2 separate regions of the Danio rerio genome follow, and region 1 is linked to region 2. Evidence: chromatin contacts called from public Micro-C data. All regions are on one chromosome and are shown on one strand. The core of a region is the stretch at or near the end of the contact, and the rest is flanking DNA. Distances in the headings are between cores, read along the strand shown. Region 1 overlaps lrmda (leucine rich melanocyte differentiation associated). Region 2 overlaps kcnma1a (potassium large conductance calcium-activated channel, subfamily M, alpha member 1a).

Region 1 (7,306 bases), core at 1,310-3,809, 160 kb before region 2:
ACATTTTCAGCAAGCAGTCCTCCCTTTGAGTGCAGAGCCCCTGTTGGGCCGAGAGCTGCTGTGGCTTTCTCTGTTAATGCCATTATTAGAGACTTTCTTTCTTTCTCCAGCTTGTAAATTTCTGCTGCATTATCATAAAGTGTAGTGATTACTCAGTGTATAAAGACAATAATGATGTGAGCAGGCAGCATATGCCCAGGGCCTGGAGAACAAGAGCCCTGCGTGCTGAGATGAGAGAGAGGCGTATGCAAACCTGACGCTGCAGCGCCCCCATCTGACCAGTGCAGGAAATTATTGCACTCTTATGTCAGAACGTGAGTGGGTGGAGAGAAAGAGAAGGAACAAAAGGAACGGATGAGAGCTGAAGTTTGGCTCCTGGAAGATGAGATTGGAAGATGTGTCTTGGTGTTGGGTGTTCTTGAAGGAGCTTTAGTTTATTTGCTGATGCTTTATAGACCATTGAACATTTCCTACTTGTTATCAAACTATTTCACAACTGTAACAAGAGGCAATTCAATCATAACTCAGTGTTAACATTATTGATCAATATGTAGCTGTTTTTTTTTTTTTTTGGATTCTTGGAAGCTATAGAAATTAAAAATGTAAAACAGGAAATACATTGGTTTTTGTTTACATCCCTCAAAATGGTCTATAAAGATGTATATAAAATTGTAGCCTTGATGGAGTGTTCATCAGAGCTGTATTGAGTGAATGGTTCTTCTTTCACCTTGTGGTCAATGGCATAATATCTTTCACCCAGACACTAATCTTTAATCTCTAAAATGGACAGTTTCATTGTTTCATTGGCAATTCAAGCAACCTACAGCCGTCTTTGTTTGTTTGTTTATTTATTTGTATCCACAGAAGTAGCTATAACATTCACTTACCAATTTATTTAATTATAGTCTGTAATTATTACTACCAGTGTTGTTGTTGTTGTTGTTTAAATATTTATTTTGTTTGTTTATTTCATTTATTTCATTTATTCATTCATACATGCATATTCAAACCCCAAAAACACACACTTTGATAAAAATAAAAATCACCCTCGGTATGCATTATGCCAAGCGTGATTATTTCAGTCACTGTTGTATTAGTTGATTAATTGATTGATTAATAAATTTAGTGTGTAAACATTAGGGCTGTGCGATTTGGGGAAAATATCTAATTGTAAATTTTTTTGACATATGTTGCGATTTGATTTGCGATTTAATTTTATAGTCAAGCTTCAGCTCAATAATCTGTAAGTCGTGGCAACAATTCTGCGACAGCTCTTAAAAATTTTTTTTTTTTTTGTTCTGTGTTTAGCACTTTGAAATCAAAACATTCCCATATTACCAATGCTGTTTTTCTTATATATTAATTTGTCTATTAAACTTCTGAAGCAGCGGACGCCATTATCTCACTTGTCTGCACTTTCCTGTTTGTTTGTTTTCTTTTAATTGTGGGCCTTTGCATAGGTCAGTTGTGCAATTCTAATTGGCCAGAATGAAAGTATTTGTCACTCAATTGGCTAGTAAGATGGTTACATACTGTAATATATATATATATATATATATATATATATATATATATATATATATATATATATATATATATATATATATATATATATATATATATATATATATTAAACTAACAATAATAAATGCTATAACTTTAAATTCTATAATTAATAAATAAAATTAACAATGCTTCAAATTGCGATTGTGATTTGATTTCGAGCAATTTCACCGCCCTAATCAACATACACAACCACCAATGATCAAATTAACTTTTCCTTTAAAGTAAAAATACACAAATGCACAATTTTCTGAGGTTTGGGTTACGACGTTACACACTTGTGTGAACGTTGAGAACTGACATTATGCTTAAAAATGTTAGTGAGTTAGTTTGCTCAGGTCATTGCACCATTTGCCTCCAGGTGACAATTGGTTTGATATTTTATTTACTGCAATAACATTCAGACAAATCTCCCAACAAACTGACTATCATTCATTAAAGATAGGCAGGTCTGTGCACACAAGTTGCCATTTGTTTGATGGATAGTGATGTATATCTTTTAAAATCAACCAAAAACAAAGTGCTCGGTGAAAGGAAAAGCTCTTAACTGCCTGTGCATGCTTAAAGCTCCCGGATTGAATGAATTCAAAGGCTTCAGGATGACCCCTTGGCTTGTGATTATGTTTGTGTAAAATCTTAAGGATGCCGATCAAAGCAAGGCTCTTGTCCTCCTGCCCTTTTTCCCCCCAGATAACAGCTGGCATTCAAACTGAGTTTTCCTTTAACTTTTTTTTTTTTTTTTTCTGCCGGGATTCCCATTATGAGCCAGGCCTCCTTTCTCATCTCGATGATGGCTCATTGAATAAAGAGAAAGAGAGGAGTGGATGGGAGTGGAGGAAGTGGAGGGAGGGCTCTGATTAATCTTCTTCCAGGATGGGGGTGTTTGATCAGTGGACTCGGCCCGGGAGGGGTGGGATGCTTAGCAGAGAAGGGGGCATCTCTGATGTTGACAGCAGGCGACTTTTGCGCACGGCATGTGATTGACGTGCCTGGCCGCTGGGCCGGAGGGGGGGGTACTGTGTGTCCGGTGGGGCATAGCCAGCCCCTGACTGTGGGTGGTGGTGTTAATAATGTGGCAACTGGGAAGATTAATTGTAGACAAGCAGCAGGATTACGAGCGGCTTTGTGGCTGGGACAGGGCTGTTTGGTGGGGAAGGCCTCTGATCTGTCAGGTCCAGAGGAAATTAGTCAGGGCGGACTGAAGCTGACACTAAAAATGCTGCTTTAGGATATTAAAGCCAAATGGCCGGAGGAGATTGAAATGGTAACAAGGAAAGCGCTGACATGCTTGGAAACCCCAATGCTGCCGTACCCCAGTGGATTTGGGTAATTAGTGTGAAGATTAGTCATGTGATGATCACACACACACACACACATACACAAACAAAGCTTTTTAATTTGATTTTATTAAATTTTTCACATACAGAAAAATATTTATAAATAATATTTTTTTTTTACATTTAAGCACTGAATTCTAATGTTAGAAGGATTTGCAAAGTTATTTTTGTTTTCAACAGTCATAATTGAGTCACACTATATTTTGATGGTCCGTTTGTTGAGTTTAAGAAACATTGCATCTACATGCCAACTAATTCTTATAAGAATATAAGTAGACTGTTAGGTTGGGCTTAGGGTTAGGGCTAGTGCAAGTAGACATGTACTTGCAAAGTTTTTTTGTCAGTGAAATGTTTGTTTAGCAGCAGTATCAACAGATATTAGGCAGTAAGTCTACTAATACTCAAATGGACTATCAAAATAAAGTTTTACCCATAATCGTAAGGGCGCTATGATCTTAATTTGAAAATACTAATCATCATATTAGAATTATTTCTGATTGATGACTGAAGTAATGGCTGCTGCAAATTCAGCTTGCCATCACAGAAATAAATTGTTATGAAACACATTCAATTATAAAAGAGCACTGTCAAATTAGAAAATATTAAAATCTAAATTCTTTTAATCTTACATGCACAAGGCATTCTCACTCACTAAAGCAGTGATTTCAGTAAAAAAGAGGCAACCTCTACTCTCAGAATGATTAAATGCTCAGAGAATTTCTGCCTGCAGAAAGGCAGAATATTTTCACAAAGGCATCAGATATCAACACATCATGATATATACTTTGTTTTTGGTCCTTGAAAGAAGACAAAGGAGGTAGAAAACAACACTTGTGACCTACCCGAAGCACACAGGCGATCTGTATTCTCTCCAACTCGTCTCCCTGTTCTGTCTGTCTATGCGGTGGCCTTTATGTGAATATATTTGTATTTTTAAGGTCGGCCAGTGAGAGATGAGTTTACTTAAACTCAGGTCTGGCCTTTGGAGAGCAGTAATTTCATGCCACCTGTTGGATTGTCAACACACAGCCACTTGTGTGTGTGTGTGTGTGAGTGGCAGGTTGACCTAGGTCTGACCCGTGGGGCTCTTCATGGCTGAGTAGTGACTGGGGCCCTTTCCCTGGTGGCCCCCACTCTTCAATAGGCAGGGGACAGGTAATCAAAGCCAGCGCCCATCCTCACCTTTCACTCCCCTCCTTGCAAAATAATGAAAGTTGCCCTCGTCCTGAGCCCTGATAAAATACGAACGCCGCTCCTAACATTTCCTCTCCTCTGCACTGATAAAATTTATGGCATTTAGACAATCAGTCATGGCAGTGAAATCTCACCCGCATTCTTCACTTGTCTCTCGCCCCGCCGTGCGTTTTCCATTCTCTCTCCCTTTTGTGTCATCAATCTGAAGAAATATTCCAGATTGCTTGTGACAAATGACTTCTTTTCATTTAACTCAATTAGGATCATCGCATACGGAAATCAATAACCAACATTTCTCCTGTCTCTGCTGAGTAATACATTGCCGTAGATGTTATAAATGTTTGCAGGTGTGTAAACTGCACACTGAGAAATATTATATATATATACATTTTTTTTTTTGTTCTGTTTCAGGACACTGCCAGTGATACGAGGTCTGAATCCATTGCCACGCCTTACACACCACTGCCAAGAGGATCCAGAGATGCCCGGAACCATAAAGGTAGTATTATTTTGTTTTTAAAAAAAAAATATTTAAAAACATTGTGCATACTGGAGAATATTAACCCTTTAATTGCCTGCTCGACTGTAAAGTCATTTAGAGAATGACTATTTAAAAAAATGGTTTATACACACAGCATTGTTGGTTTACAAGAAAGTCAAACAAACATAATCCTGTTGCACTACTACACTTTATTTTGGTTTCATTGTAAAAAAAAATAAATAAATAAAAAATTTTAAATGAATATATGAAATATTTTATGGCATACTTCAAAAATAAAGATTTAGTATTTAATAATATTTTATTAAAATTTTTATTTTTGTATAAATTGGCTACTATAGCCATTTAGGCTACTATTTATTTATTTATTTAAATACTGCATTTTAGTGACATTTTAAGCACTACTTTAGCTTAAATGGATTGTTGGATGGTCATCATAACCAAAAAGAACTACATTTGATAATTTATGGATAACAACAATTACAAATCTACAAATCTACAAATCAACAAATACAATCTACAATAGGATTGAAATTCTTTTTAATAGGGGCTGCTTTTGATCCTTCACACCTTTTTTGGGTCATTTTTTTCTTTCAAGAATAAGGTCCAGTATCTAGAATAAAAGTTACGTGTAAACTATTTTCTCTGTTTAAAAACAATAGTGTAGCAAAAAATGACCTGACTTACATCAGATTGTATGCTTTCTTGCACAGCTTGATGTTGAACTCATGGAAAATAATTGTGTGCATTGGCCAAAACTGATTAGCTGAAGTCACCACAGCCAACAGAGGATTCCACTTAGTCTTAAAACCTTTTTCCATGGGTTATTTTCATTATTTATGATGGCATAGCAGTCAAAATAGGACAAAAGAGCTCATGTATTTGGCAAATTCTGGACCTTTGTCAGTGAGGATTGGGCCTTTTGAACCACCCGAACCACCCCTGGCTAAGGGCCTGATTTGGAGTTAAGAAATGCTATCCATTTTTTGTTGTTGGTGGTGGGGCAGTTAAAGGGTTAAGAGCTCACTTTAAAGTAAAAAAATAAAATAAAGATTTGTTAGATTTTTGAAAGCTTTAGGTTTGAGTAAAATGTTAATATATATGACACATAGAATGAAGACATTCAGATAGATGTTTTGATATAATTTCTTTGATTTAATCTGGGTTATTACCACAAATATTGCTGTTTTCAATCATCTGAAGTTATCAAAAAAATGAATATAAGCATGTCTGAAAATATTTGCATTGTATTAAATGCCAAAAATGATTTAACATGGGAATGTTTTATATGGAAGAAATGTCATCAGTAGTTTATAGAATAAAACAAAACCTAAGTTTTACTCAAACATATAACATAATTAAATTGTATGCTTAAAATAATAACAAAAATGCCCAGTTTTTGGTTTATATTTTTAAGAAATCAATATTTGATGTAATTACCCCAATTTTCAGTCAAAACGAATGAAAACATTTGTATTCTGATCGAGTTTTCTATCTTTTTTTTTGGCTCTCTGTTGCCTTTTTTATTATGAAGAAATGTTATTCTAAACAAATATCAATATATCAATTGAATAATATCAATCAATATCCATAAATTTAAATAATATAAATTTTATTTTGTTTTAAGTTATCAGAAAAATGTGTATAAGCATGTCTAAAAATGTTAATATTGTATTAAATGGCAAAAATGTTTCTATGGCAATGTTTTTTTTTTAATACGGAAGAAATGTCAACAGTAGTTTTGAGCATTTGTATTCTGATCAGTTTTTATTTTATTTCTTTGGCTCTCAGTTCTTTTTTAATTATGACATGAATTATAATCCAACTTTTATTGAATAAAACAAATATTAACATTTTGTCTGTACATAAAACTAATAAATCACAAAAAAATCAAGCAAATTTTCAAGTAGCTACTTATTTTTCTTTATAGCTGTACGGTTTATACCCATATGACAGGTATGTAAACAAAGCAGACTGGATTGTTAATAGAAAGCCTGCAGATGAGATGGTTTTGAAGTGCTGGACTCTTTCATGCCGGCCACATTTATCATGCTCTTTTGTCTGTGCAATGCAAAGCATTGTTTTTATGTCACGGCCACGGCGGTGGTACTTTCATGCGAGGTCAGCTGTGTGCTTCTCAACCCCCCACCAAGGACAGATCTATTTCACAAAGGCTGACCTGCACCTCTCAAGTGATGTAGAGGAAAGCCCAGTGCTTTGTCAAAATCATGCTGCTTGAGAATAGTCCATTAAAAGGTGAACGGAGCTGACATATGAAATATTTTTTCTCCCGCTTAGATTTGGGCGAGCTGACACTCTCCATTTGTTATTTTTACGATACTGTACTGCAGCGTTAGATAACACAAGCCCTCATCTTCGTCCTTCGCCTCTTTTTATTCCTCTGCCTTTATCGCGCCATTTTTATTTATCTTGACTTATTGCCTATTCTATTTGCTTAATGCATTGGCTCTGACACTGTAACTCTTTACTAAAACTCACCTTTGGCTGTGCCATGAAAATGCTTTAATAGAATAGCCATGACACTAAAAGATGCAGTTCACCTCCAAGACACTGTCAGTGAAAGTCGAGCATTGTGTTTGGCTCTGTGATAATTCATGGGGCTTGCGCAGCAATTATTACTTGCTTATGTACTATAGCTTTTATTTATGAACTCATTTGCTCTTAAAGGAATACTGTAGCTCACCCGCAAATG
Region 2 (7,170 bases), core at 3,252-5,751:
TTTTTGAAGGAAAATAATAATATGACAAGAAAATATTCAATGGCATACAGTTATAGAATTTTAGAAGTTATATTGGTCCCTCCTGGTCTCAATAAACTCCTAAATTGCTTAATAATAACTAGAAAATTGGTATTGGATTAACGATGTAGAATATGTGCTTTATAAGTACAACTAAACAGCAGATATTTTAATAATAGCCATTTAATAGTTCAATAGTTAACAGCGAGAATTGTTACCAGTATATTAATATCACAGTATATCAACTTACATTTTCTCTTTTCTCTTCTCATTTATTTAGTTAGATCTTTCAAACAGCGTACATTTTTTGTCCCCAAAAATTGCAGCAGACAATTACAATGTACAGTGCTCAGCATATGGAGTAAACACCATTTTGAGGATGAATATTTGTATCCCTTTCCCAGTAAATTTAGGCAATGCATTTTGGTGCATTTAAACAAAACACATTAATTAAACAGATATTTTTATTAAAATAATATTTTAGTCACTGAAAATCTTTAGAAATAGAAAAATAATGCATTGAAATTCATGTAAAATGTTGCAAAAAAAATGCAAACTACAAAATGTCAACAATTTTATTTAATTTTTTATTTTTTATTTTGCTCTTTTAAAATGTTGTATTTAAAATGTTTATCTTACAAATACATTTGGATGTAATGGGTCTAATTTATGGACCATTATCAAAACTTATTTTGTTAGATTAGCTCTAGATTTGCCTTCAGTCTTGACTAATCTAATGTATATGCACAAATATAATATTGTAAAGCTTCCTTTAGAACATATTAAATTAAATGAAAGATTTGTGGGGTGTACTTGTAAACACTGAGCACTGTAGGATGCTTTTGGATGCATGAAGCTTGCTCTGTGCTACAAAGTCTCATCTTTTGTTACGAGTACTGTATCTGATGCCATAAAGGTCAGAGCGCAGGCCCAGGGCAGGGCGGTGACACAAGCGCTCAAGCAGGAGCCTCACGCCGGTCCTGGCATATGTCGCTTGCGATCTGCGGGCGCAGGAAGAGTCGGCCGACTCTCTGGCTAGCATCTGTCCTACACGGCGGAGGGGATGACCGGCCCTGCTCCTGCCTGGTGGTAAGAAACTGTCAGCTTAAGTTTCATGACACACCAGCTGAGCTGGGGAAATGAAAATGCAAACATAATTTTCATGTCAGGCTGCATAAGAGCCAACGGTGCTGAGTTCCACCCTGCAAGGAGCGGACAAGATCCCTTCTATGGGCTGCGCCGCCCGGTTCCGCCCCTGCCGCGCTCGTCACATCCTTGCCAACTCCAAGAACCAACCAGATTACGCAGGAGGAGAGAAAAAAAAAAAAACGTCCCAAAGACTCAAATAGGAAAAAAAGGAGCTGTGACCTCTCTTCCTCTCAGTATGCTAGGCGATTGTTGTTTACAAAACAGCCATGTCTAGGATTGCCCTGCTGGAATCTTCCTTGTGAAGCCTCATAAGTTCAGAACAGGAATTAATACCCTTTGTGATTCTGAGCACCTTGAGAGTCTTTAAAGCTTGTGTAATGAGGGGATAAGTCTCGGCAGGTGGAGCAGAGGGACTGTTATTGTCATTGTAACTTAGAGTAGAGGCAGCTAACTCGTTCAGGATATTTGCTCCCTAAAGCCTGCACTTGCAGAGATAACAAACTCTTCTTAATAGTGTGCAGTGCACCAGAGCTATAATGAGAGCTCCGTTGCTCCCTACTACTCGTCAACGACTCTCTGGGCTTTGACTGCAGCCAAAAGAGAACAAAAGAGAAACACGACTGTGTCGACTATTCGTGCATCTCATTTTCATTCAAATAATTCTTTGTCTGGTTTTGGCAGAAAGGTGCATTACCATCCTGAGTGATGCATGCACGTAATCAGAACAAAAAGTGCATGAGGGCTGTTTAAAAAAGTGCCCATCAGGGAACATTACTTCTTTAAGACAGAGTGCATTTACTGCCACGCGTTTCATGCATTCAGCAAAATTACGGCATCCAGGGGAGTAGTATTTATTTCAGCAATAACAGGACTACTATAATGTGCAGGTATAAGATCACCATATCAGGCTTAGTGCGGGGAGGAGCTGATATTTATGCTTTCTAACCCATATAGGAACACACAATCTGCAATTTATTGGAGAGCGTCAGTAGCTACATTTCCAAGTCGTGAATTTAATTTATGCAGGGAAATATCCCAAATATGATTAAAATAAGATCTCACTTTTCTAAAAGAATAGAATCATAATTTTAAGGAAAGTTGGCACAAAAAGTTTTAGAAAGCGATGCAAAGACAGATTTAAATAAAACATAAAAATTCATTAAAAAAACAGGCCTATATATGAGCAATATCACACTCGTAGCATGTCTGCACTCGTGCCAATGCACGCCTCCCAGCAGTGCCGATATACAGCCATATCGCACTACTACTCGTATGATTTTGCTCATATTTTAATCATATATTTAATTGTGAATTGCAAATATGCACTTTTTTATATTGATAAATATATAAATAAAATGCATTAATGGAAAAAAAATATTTAAGGATTAATTCACTAGAAAAATAATAAAATTAATATTTACTAACACTCAAGTGGTTACACACTTTTACGAATTTCTTGTATCCATTCATTGGTATCCATAGATAAATAAAAAAATACACTATGGAAGTCATGGTACCAGTTTTTAATATTCTTCAAAAATATTTGTGGTCAACAGAGGACAGAAAAAAGGGTGAGTAAATCAAATGTTTTTTTTGTTTGTTTTTTTTTTGTGAATTTTCCGTTAAGTATAAATTAATTAAATAATTAATAAATTGATAAACAGTATTCTATAATAAGATAAATAAATAAAAAAACATCAAGCGAATTGCCAATTAAAATAAATGTAGTACACATTACAAAAAGAATTGAAACCCTTGCATCAAAAATATAGATGGTATTATTGTGGAGCACTTTTTCTCCCTTACAAAAATAAATAAGTAAATAATAATGTAGACTATGCGTCCATGCTTTTGTGTGCTTTCATCTGTTATTTTGTGATGTCTGGAAGACATCTGCATGAGGAAAAATCTATAGTAATTTATAATAAACAAGTTTTTGAAACACATAGTAAAGTGTATAATGTGTACAACCTTTTTGTTATTGAATGTAACAGAATACGGTAGTATAGTAAGCTGATAAACTGCAATAAATACTGCAACGTTTACTTAGTGTAAAGTGAAGTGCATCGTGATGGTATATAACAACTGAAGCCTTTTGAATAATGTGTTTATTACAGTTGTGTAGTACTACAGCAACAATATACGTAATTATCATAACAGTTTAATTCAAGTAGTTATCTACACTCTCAATAATAAAGGTACCTTTTCAAAAGGTACTGATTTGTACCTAAAAGGTCCATATTAATACCTCAAGGGTACATATTGTTACTTTAAAAGTAAAAAAAATGTTCCTCTTAATTTTTTAGGCACTAATTTACAAGTTTGAGGTACCAATATGGACCCTTTAAGTACAAATGTGTACCTTTTGAAAAGGTACCACCGCAGTGACAGCTCGCGTACCTTTATTTCTGAAAGTGCATAGTATGCTTCCAAACACAATAGTATTTGTTTTTTCATGTAAAGTAATAGCTTATACAGTATCTATCGCCTCGATGACAGGCAAATATATTTTAGATCAATAGAAAACTTGGCCCTCTTCATGATATAAGGATCATGCCCAACAAATGTGATTATTTTCTATTTCTATCTCCTTTGAAATATTGTATAAATCGCAAAAATACAGTCTTTCCTCTCTGTCTCCCTTTTAGTTTTTTATCTTTTGCCCTCGATTTGAATTTTGCGTGGCACCAGGACCACTTGATTGAAAACAACCTATGTGGATCGACTGCAGATCAATTGTGCTAGAATAGAATAGGACTAACAAAGTGACGACATGTTCAGAGAATTTAGAAGAAAAATCATTACTGACAATCATAAGTCAGATGAAGAAACGCTGTGAATTCCTCATCATAGAGATGTAATGCTAGATCTGAGGCAGAACCAATGCGAGAATCAAAACAAAGCCGCAGCTGGCATTAGCTGTCAGTCTTAGTCAACACGCACTTAGTCTAGGCAGAAAAAAACAGCAGCAATGAAAACAAATGAAGGCTGACACTACGTGAAGAGATCAGTAACTATGTAATGACCAGTAACTGGTTTCCAGGGATATGACCACAAACCAAAACACAAGACACAAAGTCAACCTCATCATAGTGTCTGATGCTAATCTAAAGTGATGTGGCGAACAGTCGGAAGGCAGTTGTAGAGGAAATGCGATCGCCTGAACTGACCCCTGCTTTTATAGTAGGTCGCACCGCTGCCATTCCTAATTGACAGACGCTTTAGTATTTCACATCTGCTACGGCTTAATGAGAAGACCCCTGTTCGGCGCTGTCCTTTACACAACTAACTGCTTCAGTCATCTGACCTCATCCAATAGCCTGAGTCACTGCCATCTCAATTGAGTTCCTGTCAGGAGATCTCTTTTTAACTTTCCCATTGAGCCTGACAGTCCCACTGTGGTATACAAGGCATTAAATAAAGCACATTGACTTTTTCTCCCCTGATTGCTGGCTAAGAGAAAATCATCGAGGAGGATCAGATCCTGTGGAAAGGGGGAGAGTTTGATGTGTTTTTTCAATTGCACCTAAACGTGGACTAAAGGAAGAGGTTTTATTTCAGCCGGTGGAAATGGTGGAGGCATTAATGGCTTGCGGTTGTAAAACATGATTGTCCAAGAATAGCACAACAGACATTGCCAGTATATACTTACTCTTTATAAACAGAAAAGTACAGAAAAATCTCACTAAAGATCCCTTTCAATCAAAATCTAGCATCTGGCATGCAAATTAAGCATCATTTTAGTAAATTACAGGCTCATACAGTTATGACTGCTTTTCACTTACTGATATCCTTTCAATTTTGATGAACAAATACAGTCAAAAAGGATCTTGACCAGTGAGATGGACATTTGAGTGACATTTGCTTGTTTTTAATGTGACAGACAGCCTGATCTTACAGAAAAATGTAACTACTGCATTCGTACAATGTCATTTGTCCTAAAAATGCATCATTTTTCAAACAAATTTGTGCCCGTAACCCTGCCCCTAAACATAATCGTCAATAGGGGTGTACAAATGAGATTGTACAAATTCAAACAAATTACTAAACATTAAATTTTAAAGTTCCGAATTACTGTGAGATTATTTTGAGACAGCCCATATTTAATGAACACATTACAAATTCAAAGAGTGTGGATACCCGGTGTTCGAACCTGGGGGAAAAAAAAGTTAGCCATTCATTAGCATTTTCCTTAACCGTTAAACACTGAACACATTGTGCAAACATCATTAGTTTCAATGTACACATTCAGCCCATGGATGTTTTGATTAAAAAGCACATCATATAGGTCACATGTACATCTGCCATGTAAAAGTGTAAACACCAAAACAGTGACTGCAGAAGGTCACCGGCACCGCACAAGTGCTCCACCAACACAGCATGCGCCAACACAGTCTTACTGCACCTACTGCAGCGCTAACACAGAGAAGCCACGTCACTTCAACTACCACCAACTCACCAAACAAAAATGTACTAGTGTACCAACCAATAAGCCACAGGTACAGAAAAAATGGAGGAACGAAACAGACGTAAAACACAGCACATGAAACACTGCACAGACACACTCACAGTTCACGGACATCGAACGGCATGTGATTTGGCGATCGAACTTACAGGCACGTAAACTGGTTGAGCAATCATGAACAGAGACAGAAGAAAGTGGGAAGGCCCTCTGAAGGCTGTCCATGTTACTATGTACACTGCCTGACATGCACGAGCAGTCGCGCTCAGAGCGCCCGCAATCAAAACAACATGCCAGTTTCATTCGCTTGTAGACGGACATCTTGGCTACAGTCATGTGTTGGATGAGAGGAAAGGAAAGCAGCAGGTTAATGGCAAGGAACAAAAAGAGTTTTTTTCAACCAGGGAAGTCTGAAGGTAACTTTTTCAAACAGGAACAAAAAGTGCAATGCCTTAGCAGCAAGCTCTGACAGGCTTGACCCGCAGATGGACCACTGTGTTCCCGCTTGCTTTTTGCTTTGCTTTCGATTCTGTTCATACAGCAATGGTGATGTACGGTCCAAATGTGTTACTACATGCCAAATTTCACTTTGGAAACTTCCGAATGAGGGCTATTGTGGCAGGAAGCAGTCGTCTCATTGGGGTCAAGCCGTGCCCTAAGGCTGATCATGTCATAAAAGGTCAAAAGGTCAGATATGACAATATGATCAGGAGTTGGGGCAAGGTACATTCAGGCAGAGAGGAATGGGTGAAGGTGTTCAGCAGCAAAACCTCTTTGGATAACATCCTCTGTATCTAAAGGACAGGATCACGTACCTGAATCCCATCATGCAGCAGCAGGTTATTGGCATCACAACGTGCTACAGGCTCAAACGTGGGTGCTCTATTCTGTTCGTCAAACTCTGCTCACCACTGGGAGAATTGTGTGGTAACATGCCAAACGGCATCTCCTTCTTTCTATGATTGGAAGATGCATCCCATGCATTGGGCATATTTAATTCAAACATACAGTACATGAGAAGAATATGTATGCGTGTCTGCATGTTTGGAACTCTCAAAAGAGCTTTAGTGAGAGACTATAGCAGCATTTGATTGCTGTGAATCAAACTAAAAACAGTCCCTGGTACACATTCTCCTGGTGCCACCTTGCTAATGGACCATAATCCAGTCTGGCACCCTCAAAAGAGCAAACAATCCACAGGGAAAAGCCTGCTTTTGACTTCCATCTGAGGTTATGAGCCTGAATTAAGAGGCCAATTTCAGTTGTATGCTGGAGAGATAATACGGTAAATGACTTGGCCTTTAAAGCCATAACCTCAGGGACTGTTATTCTTACAGGACCATGCAGAAGAGCTGAAATTAAGGAGAACAGGCATGCAGAAGGAGGCGACCACGGTCATATCTCTTATGGTTAAATAATACGGCAGCCCGGTCTACTGTTTATGGGGCTGAAACAGATTAAGGCAATGCGAAAACATGCAGCAGCGGGGCTTCTACTTAATTTCATGCTGAAATCTGTCGCTTCAGAGTTTGAGGGTTGAC

The links. A called contact is a pair of places that touch in the nucleus more often than the background predicts.
Region 1: a contact with region 2 is called in a Micro-C map of caudal fin, with 3 times the contacts expected there. The contact joins two enhancer-like sites. A contact is called at or near these places in 3 of 18 Hi-C or Micro-C datasets (caudal fin, embryo and fibroblasts).

Annotation. Positions count from the first base shown.
Region 1 is chr13:18,969,959-18,977,264 of GRCz12tu, reverse strand. lrmda (leucine rich melanocyte differentiation associated) reads left to right here. Exons shown (of 7, transcript NM_001020701.2): 6 at 4,506-4,593. Among named protein-coding and RNA genes, the nearest start is that of kcnma1a, 470 kb to the right of the region's middle. Within about 2 kb of position 2,559, at least 16 of the 62 cell types and tissues checked have an H3K27ac peak or open chromatin away from gene starts, as enhancers often do.
Region 2 is chr13:18,808,347-18,815,516 of GRCz12tu, reverse strand. All of the region lies in intron 18 of kcnma1a (potassium large conductance calcium-activated channel, subfamily M, alpha member 1a), which reads right to left. Among named protein-coding and RNA genes, the nearest start is that of kcnma1a, 310 kb to the right of the region's middle. Within about 2 kb of position 4,501, at least 7 of the 62 cell types and tissues checked have an H3K27ac peak or open chromatin away from gene starts, as enhancers often do.